Regions from separate parts of the Mus musculus genome. Here region 2 is linked to region 1. A link is a contact called in public HiChIP or PLAC-seq data. All regions are on one chromosome and are shown on one strand. The core of a region is the stretch at or near the end of the contact, and the rest is flanking DNA. Distances in the headings are between cores, read along the strand shown.

Region 1 (7,177 bases), core at 2,148-4,647:
TGCAAATAGAATATTTGTAGTTGAGCATTTCACCCATGGAAACAAATACCCTGTGCTGTGTCACTCTTTCCCTTTTGTCTGGCTCTTTGAACCTCCAGTCTGTGGAAGATCTCTTACCTTCCATTCCTTCCTAACCTAAAGCCTCTTACCCCTGCAATAGCGGCAGCCATGGGACTGTAGACACGAAGACCAAAGTATAGCATTAACAGTAGCACACTTAAAACACAATATCACCCTAGCACTTTGTTGTAGACTTACAATGATGCCAGCTTCTGAACTGACACTCAGCAGTACAATTATCAAGCACTTGGAAAGCAGAAGCACATTTATTATAGGGCCCCTTGTATGTCCTCCACTTTATAGAAAAGAAAGCCTTCTTCATCTCCGTAAGTGGTAGGCTTTAAACTATGAAGATCAAGAAAACTTGAATATAGATATTTATGGACATTGATTAACATTTTGATTGAAGGTCTAGAGACATGGCTCAGCAGATAAGAGCACTTGCTGCTCTTACAGAGGACCAGAGTTCCCAGCATCCAAAGGGAGATTTACAACCAGCTGCAACTCTTAAGTCTAGGGACTCCAACACCCTCTCCTGACCTTTGCTGGCACACATGCATACGTACCCACATACACAAATTTAAAAATCATAAAAAAAATACCAAGTTTGACTGGCCTTATTTTTTTTTTAAGCTAAAAGAAGTCTTCAGGAAACAGTTAGAAAAGGCAGAATATGAGATAAAGAAGACAACAGCTATCATTGCTGAGTATAAACAGGTAATGTGACACTGTGGGCTTTTAATTTTTTTCTATAAAAGCAATTACTTTTACTTATGGTATTTTGTTTGTTTGTGTTTTCAGAGATGATTTCTAGATTTATGAAGAACAGCGTCTTACTTATTCTCTACTCTGGAATAGGCAGATAACTTGTCACTTAGTTGACGAGTACACACTGTTGGGGTATTTTAGCGTTGTGCAGCTCCTATGGGATTGGAAACAGTCCCATTGAGACTCTTTTCTAGTAGGTCACTCTGCTAACATTTGCCTCTTTTCAGAGCCTAGACACGATATTGAATGGGCAGTGGCTAGGGGAGAATGTTTTGATCAGCTCTCATGGTCCCCCAAGGCTGGTTATGTAGACTTGCCCACTGCAAACCAGTACTGGCCAAAAATTGTCTGTGGATTTTTTTTTTTTTTTTTTTTTTGGTTTTTCGAGACAGGGTTTCTCTGTGTAGCCCTGGCTGTCCTGGAACTCACTCTGTAGACCAGGCTGGCCTCAAACACAGAAATCCGCCTGCCTCTGCCTCCCGAGTGCTGGGATTAAAGGCGTGCGCCACCACGCCTGGCTGTCTGTGGACTTTAGAATGCTTCTTTACTAGAGAGCTGTCTGCACCTGAAGGTGTTCCTAGCTCCATCAGCAGGGTGGTCCTAGAAAGCCTTCACTCCAGGTCCTGCTCTGTCCTCTGTCTTCGTGTCCTTCTTGTTGGTAGCTGGAGATGGCAAGGACCCCTCATCCTAAGAAGACTCTGAGTGGAATACTTATTTATGTTCTAGGCTTTCAGAATTGACAGTGCTATGTGCTATTTTCTGATCAGAGAGTTTCCTTGGAACATCAACATCAGCGTAGAAAGGACATTGGCATCTCACATGTGCATGTTTTATAAAGTGTTTTTATGCATACAAGTGAAATGTTTTGTAAAAAATTGGTTACATGCAGAAAAATATAAAACAAACCTCCCTTAATTATACTAACTAGAGATAAGGATTGTATTGTGTTTACATCGTTATATAAACAAATACTATATAAATAAAATTTAAAAGGGATAAATTGTGTAATTTCTATTTTTTTTTAGGAAGGTCTTAGTCCATTTATACATTAGGAACATCTTTTCATAAAACTATCTCAAGGCTGAGGCTGTAGATCCATGGTAATAAATGTATAAATGTAACACACATAAATATACACATATTTACATAGACATGCATACACATACATGCATATGCACATACACAATACACACATGTGTACATACACACACGTGTACATACATACATACATGATGTGTGTATGTGTGTGTAAATATCCCTCCTGTTCATTCAGTGTGTATTCAAAATGAGGTTTCAGAGCTGCCTTCCACCTTTTGTGATAGCATTGTGTTTATTTAATGCTTTCTGGTGGTGAAGCTTGATTGATACTTCATGGGAATCATAAAATGAATTGGTCTACTTTTTCTCCTCTAGAAAGTATTTTTTGTTGTGTTTTTAAAAATATTTTTGTTGTTGTTTTGAGGCGCCTGAAACCCTTAATTCTGCCTCAGCTCTCTAGTGCTAGCATTAGAAATGCTTGCTTTCACACCACCCTCTAGCTGCTTTTAGGATGGAGAGGGGGTAATTCCTGTACATAGACATAAGGAACTATTGCAGAATATTTCATTACACTGTGAACCTGTGATTGTGTTACTTATTGGAAAAAAAAAAAAAACCACTGTTTTTAGTTGTGGTGTGGCTCAGCCCTTAGCATACACCTTTAATCCCAAACAGTGATGATAAAGTTAGTTTGTAGAAGGAAGCACCCATGTTTGAAAAATGATCTCTAGTTGAGTGGCAGACAAAGTGACAAATCAGAGAAAGATTTGACAGAATAGGCTATGCCCAGCTCTCAGGAGGGAGAGGAAAGGGAAGCTATGTAAAAGAGCAGTCCAGAGAGAGAAAGGACAGTAGGAGGTAATTTTACAGGGAGAGTTTTAGAGACAATTGAAGAGACACACATGAAGACAGGAGAAGCCAAAAGATTAGAACAGATTGCTAATGTTAGTTTGAGACCAAGCAGAGCGATTCATTCAGGAGAAGCAGAGGGGGAGGAGGGAGATTGAATCAGTCAGCTTGGAGAGGAGTTTAAGCCAGAGTTGAACCAACCGGCCAGAGTTCAGAAAGAAGTAGGAAAGGGTGAGCTTATTTAGCAGTAAGTATCCAAGGCTGAAACATTCTAAACCTAGATTAGATTGCTTAGAGGCTAGAAGCTTTCAGGATAGGCCCTAATTAGCAGACTGAAGCAGTAAGCCTCTGAGACAGTTATTTCAGCAGAATAAAAGATACTTTTACAAGGGACCCAGGAAGTATCCCTTGTCTGTCAGTGTGTGTGCTCCCAGAGCAAGTGCAGGAAACCTTCTAGGAACATGTTATGGTTTGACTTGTACTTTGAAGGCTGGGCAAGGCAGAGTGTGGATTTGGAGGAAAGCCAGATGGAAAATGGTGGAAAGAGGGATGAGTGAGCAGAAAAGTATTTCATTTGGCAAGAGATTCAAATGCAGAAGTGAAACAAAAACCCCCAGGGGCCCAGGCTGTCCTGGGCTGAAGAGTTGGGGTTTATATTGTGTTTGAAACAGGATGTTTTGAGTAGAAGTAGCTGCTGGTGGATGTGCTATTGGCACTGTTTAGATGTTGTGAGGAATATGGAGCCAGTGGCAGAGGTCCCCAGACAGGAACACAGATCAGACTAAAAATGAGAAGAAGTAGATTCTAAAGCCAAAATAGTAATAGTTAAAACAGAAGAGACATGGGGTTTGCTTTGGGTTGGTTGGTTGGTTTTGCTAGAAAGGGCAAAACTAATTCTGAGATGTTTGTGGGGTAATTAGATGGAAATCAGCTCAGGGAACATAAAGACTGTGAGCCCTTGTAACCTGTCATTACATGCAAATACATTTTTTTAATTTATTTTTTTATTAGGTATTTTCCTCGTTTACATTTTCAATGCTATCCCAAAGGTCCCCCATACCCCCCCATCCCCTACCCACCCACTCCCCCTTTTTGGCCCTGGCGTTCCCCTGTACTGGGGCATATAAAGTTTGCAAGTCCAATGGGCCTCTCTTTGCAGTGATGGCCGACGAGGCCATCTTTTGATACATATGCAGCTAAAGACAAGAGTTCCCGGGTACTGGTTAGTTCATATTGTTGTTCCACCTATAGGGTTTCAGTTCCCTTTAGCTCCCTGGGTAATTTCTCTAGCTCCTGCATTGGAGGCCGTGTGACCCATCCAGTAGCTGACTGTGATCATCCACTTCTGTGTTTGCTAGGCCCCGGCATAGTCTCACAAAAGCAAGTTATATCTGGGTCCTTTCAGCAAAATCTTGCTAGTGTATGCAATGGTGTCAGCATTTGGAAGCTGATTATGGGATGGATCCCTGCATATGGCAATCACTAGATGGTCCATCCTTTCATCACAGCTCCAAATTTTGTCTCTGTAACTCCTTCCATGGGTGTTTTGTTCCCATTTCTAAGAAAGGGTAAAGTGTCCACACTTTGGTCTTCGTTCTTCTGACAAATACATTTTAATTGACACATTTTGCAATAGGTGGCCAGTGTATTCCAGGTGCACAGCCACACTAGGCTTTGAACATAGGCTTTGAACTCAGGTCCTTGACGCTTGCTCAGCAATCCCTACTATGGACTGAACATCTCTGCAGCCCTTAATTTCTTTGATATATTAACTACAAGTTTTTATTTTATTTTTTATTTTTTTTTGGCAGGGCTAGAGAGAAGGCTCGTCAGTTAGAAATAGTTGTTGCTCTTACAAAAAAGACCCGGGTTCTCTTGCCAGTGCCCACATGGTGGCTCACAGACATCTGTGATCCAGCTCTCTGGGATCCAATGCTTTTTTTTTTTTTTTTTTTAGTTCTGTGGACACCAGGCACACATGTGGCACACACATACACCCAGGCAAATGTGCACATACATAAAATAAATAAATCTAGGTGGGTTATACATGTCACGAGTCCAGTGTATACTTTGAAATTTGACAACTCTTACTTTTCATTCATGTGTCTATTTTGTTTCATATGTTTAAGATTTATTTTCATTCATTTTTGTAAAAGAAAAGATTCTTATTTCAGACAATAGATTTAACATTCTACTTTTTAAATATTTTCACCCCAGAAAGCATTTCTTTTGACTTGTTTCAGTACTTACCAACACCTTATGTCAGAATCAATCATTAAATAGGTTTTTATTAAACATGTGTTTCCTACTGGCCAGGTGCTGTTCAGTTCTGCACCCTGCACACCTATTGTGTTCATTTGATTACTGTAGCCTAGCACTGCTTAGTCATGAAGGAACTGAAGCACTTTATTCACTATGATACTTAAGGAAACTTTTGTGATTGAAAAGAGAAATTCTATGGCCCAGCGGGAATTGTTGCTAGTTTATAATTCTTTGTACTGAATTCATAGTATGAAGTAGCTCTCAATAGAGATTTAATAGGTGGTTCCGCGGAGAGGCTCTGAATTCATTATTGCTAGCCACAGAAAGCTGGTGACAGCAAGAACCCACTTCTGTGCTGAATGTCTCTCCTGATTAGGTCAGGCTTCCCACACGGAGCTTGCAGGCCTTCTCCTCATTTCAGAAATGACTGTTTGCAGTGCTGCTCACTTGCAAAAACATCTCCTAGGACCCGACATGCTAGTGTGCTCTGTGAACTGATAAACAGTTAAGTCACCATTCATTCTGTTTCCTAGTAAAGAAACTCTGCTCTGTCTTTAGATATGTTCTCAATTAAGTACCAGGCTGGAGAAACAGCAAGCAGCCAGCAAGGAGGAGCTAGAAGCAGTAAAGGTAAGACGCGTGATGTCATTTCTTCCGAAGCCATCCTCAGAGACCCCTCTCCGCACTTTGTATAATGCACTCAGACACTAGGGCGAGTCTTAGTCCTCTTTCCTGCCCCAGGCATGTCTTTCCTGATATTTATGCTCCTATAGCTAACATGGGACTTCACAGGCAAGGTGGTAGGAAAGGAGAGACTATATAAGCCCTGAGTCTTGTGTCTTCTTGGGTGGTGGGAACCCACTCAAGAAAGTTCAGCACCTCACATCTGACTGTTGATCTAATAGACTGGCTTCCATTTGGATTCTGCAGGATTATCCTGACAGTCTCTTCAACAGCAAGCACTACTGGAAAAAACAATTGATTCAGCAAAGAATTTTTACTTTCATAATAAAATATAATATAGTAAAATATAAGAGAAAACAAAAACTGTCATATTGGAGTTGGACAAGACAAACAGAAGGAAAAGAACCCAAGAGAAAGCATAAGAATTAGAAACCCACTTATTCTCAGACTTATGAATCCCATAAAAACACTGAACGGGAATCCGGTTTTTAATGTTTTTCGAGGAAAGGTATTCCAGCTATTTTTATGCTGCCCCCTGGTGGGTAAAACTCCTTATGTCATTTCTTTATTTTAGAAAAGGCATTGCTTGTTTCTTAGAAATAGGAGAAATGGGAGCAGTGAATATGATCAAAACAGGCCGTATGGGACTCCTGAAGAACTAATAAAGATAACAGTACACCAAATGGATTGGTATTCTCAATAAGAATCAATGTACAATATCTTCCTTTTGACAAATTTTGTTAAATTTATTTTTGTATACATTTTTTAAATGTAGAAGTGTTGTGTCTGCATGCATACCTAAATGCCAGAAGAGGACATCAGATCCCTTCATAGATGGGCCTCTGGAAGAGCAACCAATATTCTTAACTGCTGAGACATCTCACCAGCCCACAATAAATTCTTACAAATACCCAATACAGTGTTAGTTTGCCAGATAGCTTTCTATTTGAACATATTCAGGTTCACATATGAGAGTGTCCTAGTCAAATTAGCATTTAATGGGGTTGAAAATTTAACTTCTCTAATCTTCAAAGTTTTTCTTCAGAATAGAACATTGCATGTGTCATAATTTTAGAGAGTAAGTAAGGTAAGTACTTAGGTTAATTTGGGGGATGATACAGCAGGAGCTGTCCTTACAGTTTAAGTGGGGTTTTCTCACTTCATGGTACAAAACATTAATTGAGGTTCTTAGAAAAAGCTTGTTGGCCAGACAGTGGTGGCACACGCCTTTAATCCCAGCACTTGGGAGGCAGAGGCAGGCAGATTTCTGAGTTCGAGGCCAGCCTGGTCTACAAAGTGAGTTCTAGGACAGTCAGGACTACACAGAGAAAGCCTGTTTCAAAAAACCAAAAACCAAAAAGAGAGAGAGAGAGAGAGAGAGAGAAAAGAAAAGGCTTGTGGTCTTTTTTCCTAAATATACTAAAATTTTAGGGTCACTTTTTTCCCTGTCTGATGTGCCTTTTCATTTCTTTTTCTACTTAGCATTTTCCATTCTTTCTACGTTATAGGTCCACTT
Region 2 (7,177 bases), core at 2,814-5,313, 92 kb before region 1:
ACTACTTGTTCATACTTAGTTAACAGAATCTGTTTGTAAGATATGAAGAATCTTGAGATTCAAGATTTTTTCATAAAAAAATTGATTGTTGGCTTTTTGGTAAGATCAAGGGTAATTTTTTCTGAAAATCCTGATGGAAATAATAATGATGTTTTTAAAACCCTCATGGGGGCTGGTGAGATGGCTCAGTGGGTAAGAGCACCTGACTGCTCTTCCGAAGGTCTGAAGTTCAAATCCCAGCAACCACATGGTGGCTCACAACCATCCGTAATGAGATCTGATGCCCTCTTCTGGTGTGTCTGAAGACAGCTACAGTGTGCTTACATATAATAAATAAATAAATAAATAAATAAATAAATAAATAAATAAATAAATAAATCTTTAAAAAAAAAACCTTTAAAAAAAATAAAACCCTCATGAGTAATATGAATGGCATGCTAGCCTTAATTGCTATGGAAAAGTAAAATAAAAAATGAAGTAGGAGCTGGAGTTGTACCTCATTTAGTAAATGGTTTTGCCTAGTATGAATGAAGCCCTGGCTAGATTTCTACCATTGCACAAACCAGGAGTGGTGGTGCATGCCTGTGATCCCAGCACATGGGGGTAGGAGGCAGAAGGATCAGGAAGTTAAAGGAGATCCTTGGCTTTGTGGTGAGCTTGAGAATAGCCCAGCTACTTGATCCAATTTTAGTGACTTTTGTTTCTTGAGTGTGTGGGGGGGATAATGCGTGCATGTGCTTGTGTGTGCACGTGGAAGCTAGACAACATCTTTGGGTATCATTCCTCAGGAGCTGGCCATCTTGTGTTTTGAAACAAGGTCTGTTATTGGCCTGGAACTCACCAATTAGGCTAGTCTGGTTGGCCAACAAGCCCTAACAGTCCACTTGTCTCCACGTCCCCAACACTTAGATTACAAAGATGGTCCACCTCACCAACTTTTTATATGGATTCTGGAGATCAAACTCAGGTCCTCATGCTTTCATGGCAAGCATGTTACCAACCGAGCTGTCTTCCTAGTCCCTAATGACTTTTACCTTAACTAGTCCAGAACTTAGTATAAAAGAGCGAGGAGTTGGACTGGGCACACAAGATTTTACACACACACACACACACACACACACACACACACACACACACACACATACACACACACAATTTGGAGAAAAATGCAGCTGGAAATGGGAAACAGCAGTGGTTTTGTTGAAGTACTGCATTACTTAACATTAACTTTGCAATGACAACAAAGTAGTTATATTGTGCTATTTGGAAGTCTGGTACATGTATAACCAAAGTAATGCCATAAAATGGGTACTTTTACGGACACAGTTTTATAGATTGGGCACAGAGTGTTAAAGCCCTAATAAAAGCTACTTGGCTAATAGTCCGTTTTTTAGATCTAGGCCATGTAGTTCCTGCATCTGTGATTTGCTATCTCTCTTGGACTTTTGTTTATATTTATCTAAGGCTGCAGTGAATAGTTGTAGAAAAAAGTAACTTTTTCAAATTTGTTTAATATTACCAGTATTTATCAACTGCAAAATGTATTTAAAACTACTGTAATACAACAAGCGTATGCTGCTATGTAATCCATTCTTTATTAGTTGGTATTTAATGTTTATTATATCCTGCTACTTTAGTAGGCATTCTACTTGGCAATGATCAGAATAGAAAATATTCCTGTTTTCCTGAAGTTTGCAGGGTAACAGGAAAGAATATAAACAGTGTATATATAGAAATCATAAGGACAGGAAGGAAAAGGGGAGGTTGTTAACAGACAAAAATAATAATGTAATCTAATTTAGTTTAAGGAATGAAGGAAAAAATTCTGAAAAGGTGGCATTTAAAGTTAAGTCATAAAAGAATAATAGGACTTCACCAGCTGAGGATTTGTTAAGAATGTCCTAGAGGCCAAGTAGATGACTCGTGGGTGAAGGACTTGCCTTGCCACCCAGCCTGATGGCTGAGCTCCATGCCAAGAACTCACATGAGTAAAGGAGAGAACAGGAAGTTGTCCTCTGACCTCTGTACATAAACTGTGGCAGAATGGATGTGCCTACCTCACCACTCCCATACATGCAAAATGAATAAATAAATGGAAAAATTATAATCCTTATTAAAGTGATTTTTTTCCCTTGTTAATAAAATTGTTTGGAGTCCACTGGGTTTAGAAAGAATCCTTTTAGGCAGACCAAATTGTAGAAAGAAAGAAATCTGTTACAGAGAATAGGATTTCCAGAATTTTCTAGTAGAACATGAAAAGGGTATAAAACAACCCCAGGACATATGAAATAATTTGAAAGGAACACCATAGACTCTGCCTTCTTTAGCTAGAGTATGCCTGCCATACTCGTTCTCTGGAGGCTGAAGCATGAGTATCATAACTTTCAGGGCAGTCTGGGCTGTAACAAAGACTCTGCTGGACTAATGAGATGGCTTAACAAGCAAAGGCACTTGCTATCAAGCCTGACAACCATTGTTTGAGTCGCCAGGACCCACATACTGGTAGGAGAGAACCAACTCCTACAAGTTGTCCTTTGATTGCCATACCTACACCCTCATGCACACACACACACACACACACACACACACACACACACACACACACTAAACAAATAGTGTTTTAAAATTTTCCAAAAAGAGAACACCGTCCATATTTTGGATACTAGGAATTAGAATATGCTGTTATCAAGTATATTGGCAGGGCACAGAAGCATGTATACTTTGGTCAAAGAGAATAAGTAAGGCATAAGATTGTGAGGAGACATGGCCAGATTTAAATTCTAGATTCTAATTTCTAAGTGGCAAAATTCAAAACATCATTCTTCTCCCTTCAAAATCACACAAATGTGCTAGGACAAAAGACAAAGAATATAGTCCTCATGTCAAAGAAAGCAGGAAATATATGTAGCCCAAAAAACCCCACATGTGTTGAAGGGCCAGAGAAATGCACATGATAAAAGTGCCCATGGCTGTTCAACTCAAACAGAGATGACAGAGTTCTCAGAGAAACAATGCCAACAATGTCCATAGGCACATCCTAGGCCTTCAGTATCCTTAAAGAAGCCTAGCAGGGGCCAGTGAAGACTCTCCCAAATAACATCCAAAACAAATCGAGACCAAAAGGTAGAGATTGCATCTTTTTTTAAAGGTCTTTCTTTGTTCTTTTCTTTTTCTTTTTTTCTTTTTTTGTTTGTTTTGTTTGTTTTTCAAGACAGGATTTCTCTGTGTAGCCCTGGCTGTCCTAAAACTCACTCTGTAGACCAGGCTGGCCTCAAACTCAGAAATCCACCTGCCTCTGCCTCCCAAGTGCTGGGGTTAAAGGCATGCGCCACCACTGACCAGTTGAGATTGCATCTTTAATGTTAAACAAGATCAAATCTGGGGGTGTGTGTGAAGATTGCTTCAAAGCAGTAGTAAAAAGTGAAGACTACAGAAAACAGGGCAGTATTGACATAACAATGACAAAGTGTCAATCTACTAACCATATTGTTGAAGAAGTTATCTTAATGCTGTGTGCCAACACATATAAAATACCTTTATCACTGATGGAGATCCAAATATGGAAGGGTAATAATTTCTATCATATGTTAAGATTGCTACTTGAAAGAAATCTGCCTGGTGTTTGAAGACCAGTAATCATTTTATGTGTCAAATTCTACCTTGCACGGAGCTGTGTCTTCTGTATAGGCCATGCTTTGTAGATAATGGTTTAAAAGAAATTAAACCCAATGGGCTCAGTTTCAAAAGTAGAGGTGTCTCCTGGGACAGTCCTGTGAAATGAGCTCCTGAAAGCTAGCTTTGCCCCAGTGCCCAGCCCTGGCTCTGGTAGATTGTTTCCAGAGGTATCAGTTGAACTTTGCCGAGGGGGTGGGTCGGTGGGGGATGCTGATGGCTCCCTGTGATCCTTGGTAGCAGCCACATTTGTGGTTTTCCTCTTGAGTGTTTGTCTTCAGAATAGTATTTTTCCTAGGTCAAATACAAAACCAGCTGCTGTCTGGCCCCTCTGACCCCATCACAGATGGGTGGGGTTTGCTGCTCAGTGACCGAGATAAAGTCGTAGAGATAAGCTCCTGGGAAGAACAGTGACGTTCAGTTGTAGTTGAGTTTTTCACAGAAGCCTGTGCTGTGGGGCAGTATTATAAAAAGGAGGCACATTACGCATTCCATCTCTATGTATGAGTGTCCATGTAGTATGTATGCATGTGCCATGCATATTCGTATGGAAGACAGAGGTAGGTGTCAGGTATCTTCCTCTACCATTCTACAGGTTTGAGCTAGGGATTCTCTCCAGGCAGTGGTGGTGAATGACTTTAATCCCAGTTCTCAGGAGGCAGAGGCAGGTGGATCTGTGAGTTTGAGGCTAGCCAGGTCTACAAAGTGAGTTCCAGGACAGCCAGGACTACAGAGAGAAATTCTATCTTGGGGAAAAACAAACAACCAAACAAACAAATAAATGAACAAAAAAATAGAGAGTCTCCCTGACCCTGAAGAAAGCTGTTTCAGTATAACTGAAGGACCAGTAAGCCTTCAGGATTCGCCTGCCTGCCTGCCGTCCATGCCGACACTCACTCAGCAGGACCCACTGTGGACGCTTTCTGCAGGGATGCTGTGGTCAGACCCAGGTCCTCAGGCCTCCTTGGCAAGCACGTGCACACTCAGCTTTTCTCCTGCCCCCATTTCCAATCCCACAGAAACCTCAGGCTTCTTATGGTTTGAACAAGGCCTGTATGTTTGCTTGTTTGTTTATCTAATAAACTGCTTGTTGGGAAGAAAGTAGTACACTTCAGGTCCCATATTACCCACGAGTTAAGGTTCAACAACCTCACATAAGAGTGCTCTTATTGCTAAGACACTCAGGGTAGTGCAGCACCAGGCTTTATTAAGCAGAGACCTCTCATTGTTAAAAGTGAGATGATTCCCTTAGAAGCTATACACACTGCCAAAGGGAATTATGACCGAGAACATGTTTTTGGTGAATAGATGCCAAATACCCTTCTCACCTGATGATTACTGTTGTAATATTTGCCCATTAGCTACTTTCAGCTCAGGAAATAGATTAGACCCTTAATAGCCTATGCAATCAGGAAATGAGCAACATATTTATAGATTCCACTAGTGAATTTGAAATAAAACTTCCTGCCTTTTAAAAATGAAGGCTCCTGCCTAGAGAGATGGCTCACTGCTTAAGCACACTTGCTGTTCTTTCAGGAGACCCCAATTCAGTTCCCAGCACCCATATGAGACAACTTCCAGCCATCCTATATAGAGTAACTGTAGGAACAACATTAAGAGTAACTGTCCTATAGACAGGCCAAAAGCAAGCCATGTTTTTAGCTTTCCTTGGGGCCTTAAGGACCACCAAGGCTGGTTTTCATCTGAAGTTGACCACTGTGAAGCTCTGTGGTTTGGGAACTGTGGTATTAAAGCAGCTGAGTTAGAGGACCCAGAAGGCTCGCCCAGCCCTTATACCACCTGGGTCCAAATCTGTCATTTCTTAGATTCCTGAATTCTGCCTTTTCAGCCTTGCTTTCTGTACCCGCTAAAGACAAAAACTCTTGGGAAAGAAAATTTAAATGGCATAATGTTTTTAAAAGAAAGGTTCAAGTCAAAGTGCTTTGAAAACACATGATTCTGAAGGTTGTATTTTTTAAAGGTGTTGGATTTTCTCTCTCTCTCTCTATTTTCTCTCTCTCTCTCTCTCTCTCTGTGTGTAGACAAATGCACGTGTTTTCATTATATATATAAAATTTATACTATTGCTATAGCCCATTGATAAAAATTATAATAGGTTGTAAAACTACGGGCCATTAAAATCTTGAACCTGCATGTATATCATTATGTATTGCTTGTTGACTCTTTTATTCTTAACCCAGACAATCGGACCTTCACAACAAAATTGGGTTTTGTCAGAGGCATTATTATTACTGTTATTACTATAAAAAAGAAAAGCACCCAGCCACCCACTATCTGATAACAAGTGCCCCATCTAAGGAGTTCAGTTTGAATAATTTGAGTATGGCTGCTGACTTCATTCTGTATGAGCAGTAGCCTAGCAAGTGTCTAGCACCAAGTTTGATTCCCAGCACCATACACACAGTTTGAATAATTCTTTCATAAATAGCAATTCTTAGCAGTGTGATTTAAAATGCTGTAAAAGAAGTTTAAGTAGATTTGGCTTCTCTCCCATGCTGCTGTCTTAAAATAAAGTATGTCACATGGCATATTGATTACAGAATTCAAGGCCAATTACATCCCAGAAACAAAACACTTCTTTCTCTCCCATTATGATATTCGTCACTAATATGTTTCCCTGTGATTATTTGTAAAAGCTGGCTTCATCTAGTTTCTCCATTAAGTTCTATTCAAAGTAGACTTTAAAAGTATTTTAGGAAAACTGGCCTGATTGTCTTTACCTGCAACCCCAACTTGGGCAACTTAGTTATACCGTGTCTTAAAATAAAACAACAACAACAGTTTGAGGATGAAGCTCAATGCTCAATACTTGTCTATTATAGCAACCTGGGCTCAGTCTCCACTGTGTAGGTAGGATTTGGGGGAACACAAGGAGGAAATCATTTAGTGAATAAAGGGATTGGGAATTGTTACCTGGTTCCATATACATATGGTTTCGAATACAATAATAAAAAGTGAAATAGCTAGGCATAGTGGCACATGCCTGCAATTATAGTATCTGGAAGCTGAGGCAGGAGGATTGTAAGCTGAAGGCCAGACAACCTGGCATACAGAAATTTATGGCAATTTTATGGGGGTGGGTCCATAGCAAGATGCCATCTCAAATAAAAACAAAACAAAACAAAACAAAACAAAACAAAACAAAACAAAACAAAACAAAACAGGAAAGGAAGTCTGGGGAGGTAGCTCACTGGGCCACATAAGCATGAGGACCTGAGTTCAGGTCCTCTGGGTTACTACATAAAGCCACCCCACAGCACTGTAATACCAGTGTGTCTGTGGACAGACGGAAGGTAACGACAGGAGAATCCTGGAGCTCACAGGCCTTGTGCACACCGCACTGATCAATAGATCTCACTGAGGGGAAAGCAGACTCACACCCAGGGTTGTTTTTGTTCTTCACATGCACTGTGGTTGTACCTCTATTCACACACAAACACACACATGAACATACATATGTGTACATGGTAGAACTATCTACTCT

The links. HiChIP or PLAC-seq counts read pairs in DNA pulled down with a chosen protein or histone mark.
Region 2: a contact with region 1 is called in an H3K27ac HiChIP or PLAC-seq map of the HPC-7 cell line, with 11 times the contacts expected there. The contact joins two enhancer-like sites. A contact is called at or near these places in 8 of 39 promoter capture datasets (the C10 cell line, the HPC-7 cell line, HPC-7-derived erythroid cells and 4 more), 2 of 15 datasets of contacts at CTCF or cohesin (large pre-B cells and pro-B cells), 16 of 484 Hi-C or Micro-C datasets (the CH12 cell line, the G1E-ER4 cell line, the HPC-7 cell line and 10 more), 11 of 115 datasets of contacts at active chromatin or transcription factors (the 230-238 cell line, the HPC-7 cell line, double positive thymocytes and 7 more) and 3 of 9 other capture datasets (adipose tissue, liver and pancreatic islet).

The regions. Positions count from the first base shown.
Region 1 is chr1:160,230,226-160,237,402 of GRCm38.p6, reverse strand. It overlaps a transcript of Rabgap1l not described here. Among named protein-coding and RNA genes, the nearest start is that of Cacybp, 21 kb to the right of the region's middle. Within about 2 kb of position 3,397, at least 109 of the 459 cell types and tissues checked have an H3K27ac peak or open chromatin away from gene starts, as enhancers often do. A contact at or near this core is called in the HPC-7 cell line, where this site is marked.
Region 2 is chr1:160,322,512-160,329,688 of GRCm38.p6, reverse strand. The region is part of intron 19 of Rabgap1l (RAB GTPase activating protein 1-like); the gene reads left to right. Among named protein-coding and RNA genes, the nearest start is that of Mir1927, 30 kb to the right of the region's middle. Within about 2 kb of position 4,063, at least 16 of the 459 cell types and tissues checked have an H3K27ac peak or open chromatin away from gene starts, as enhancers often do. A contact at or near this core is called in the HPC-7 cell line, where this site is marked.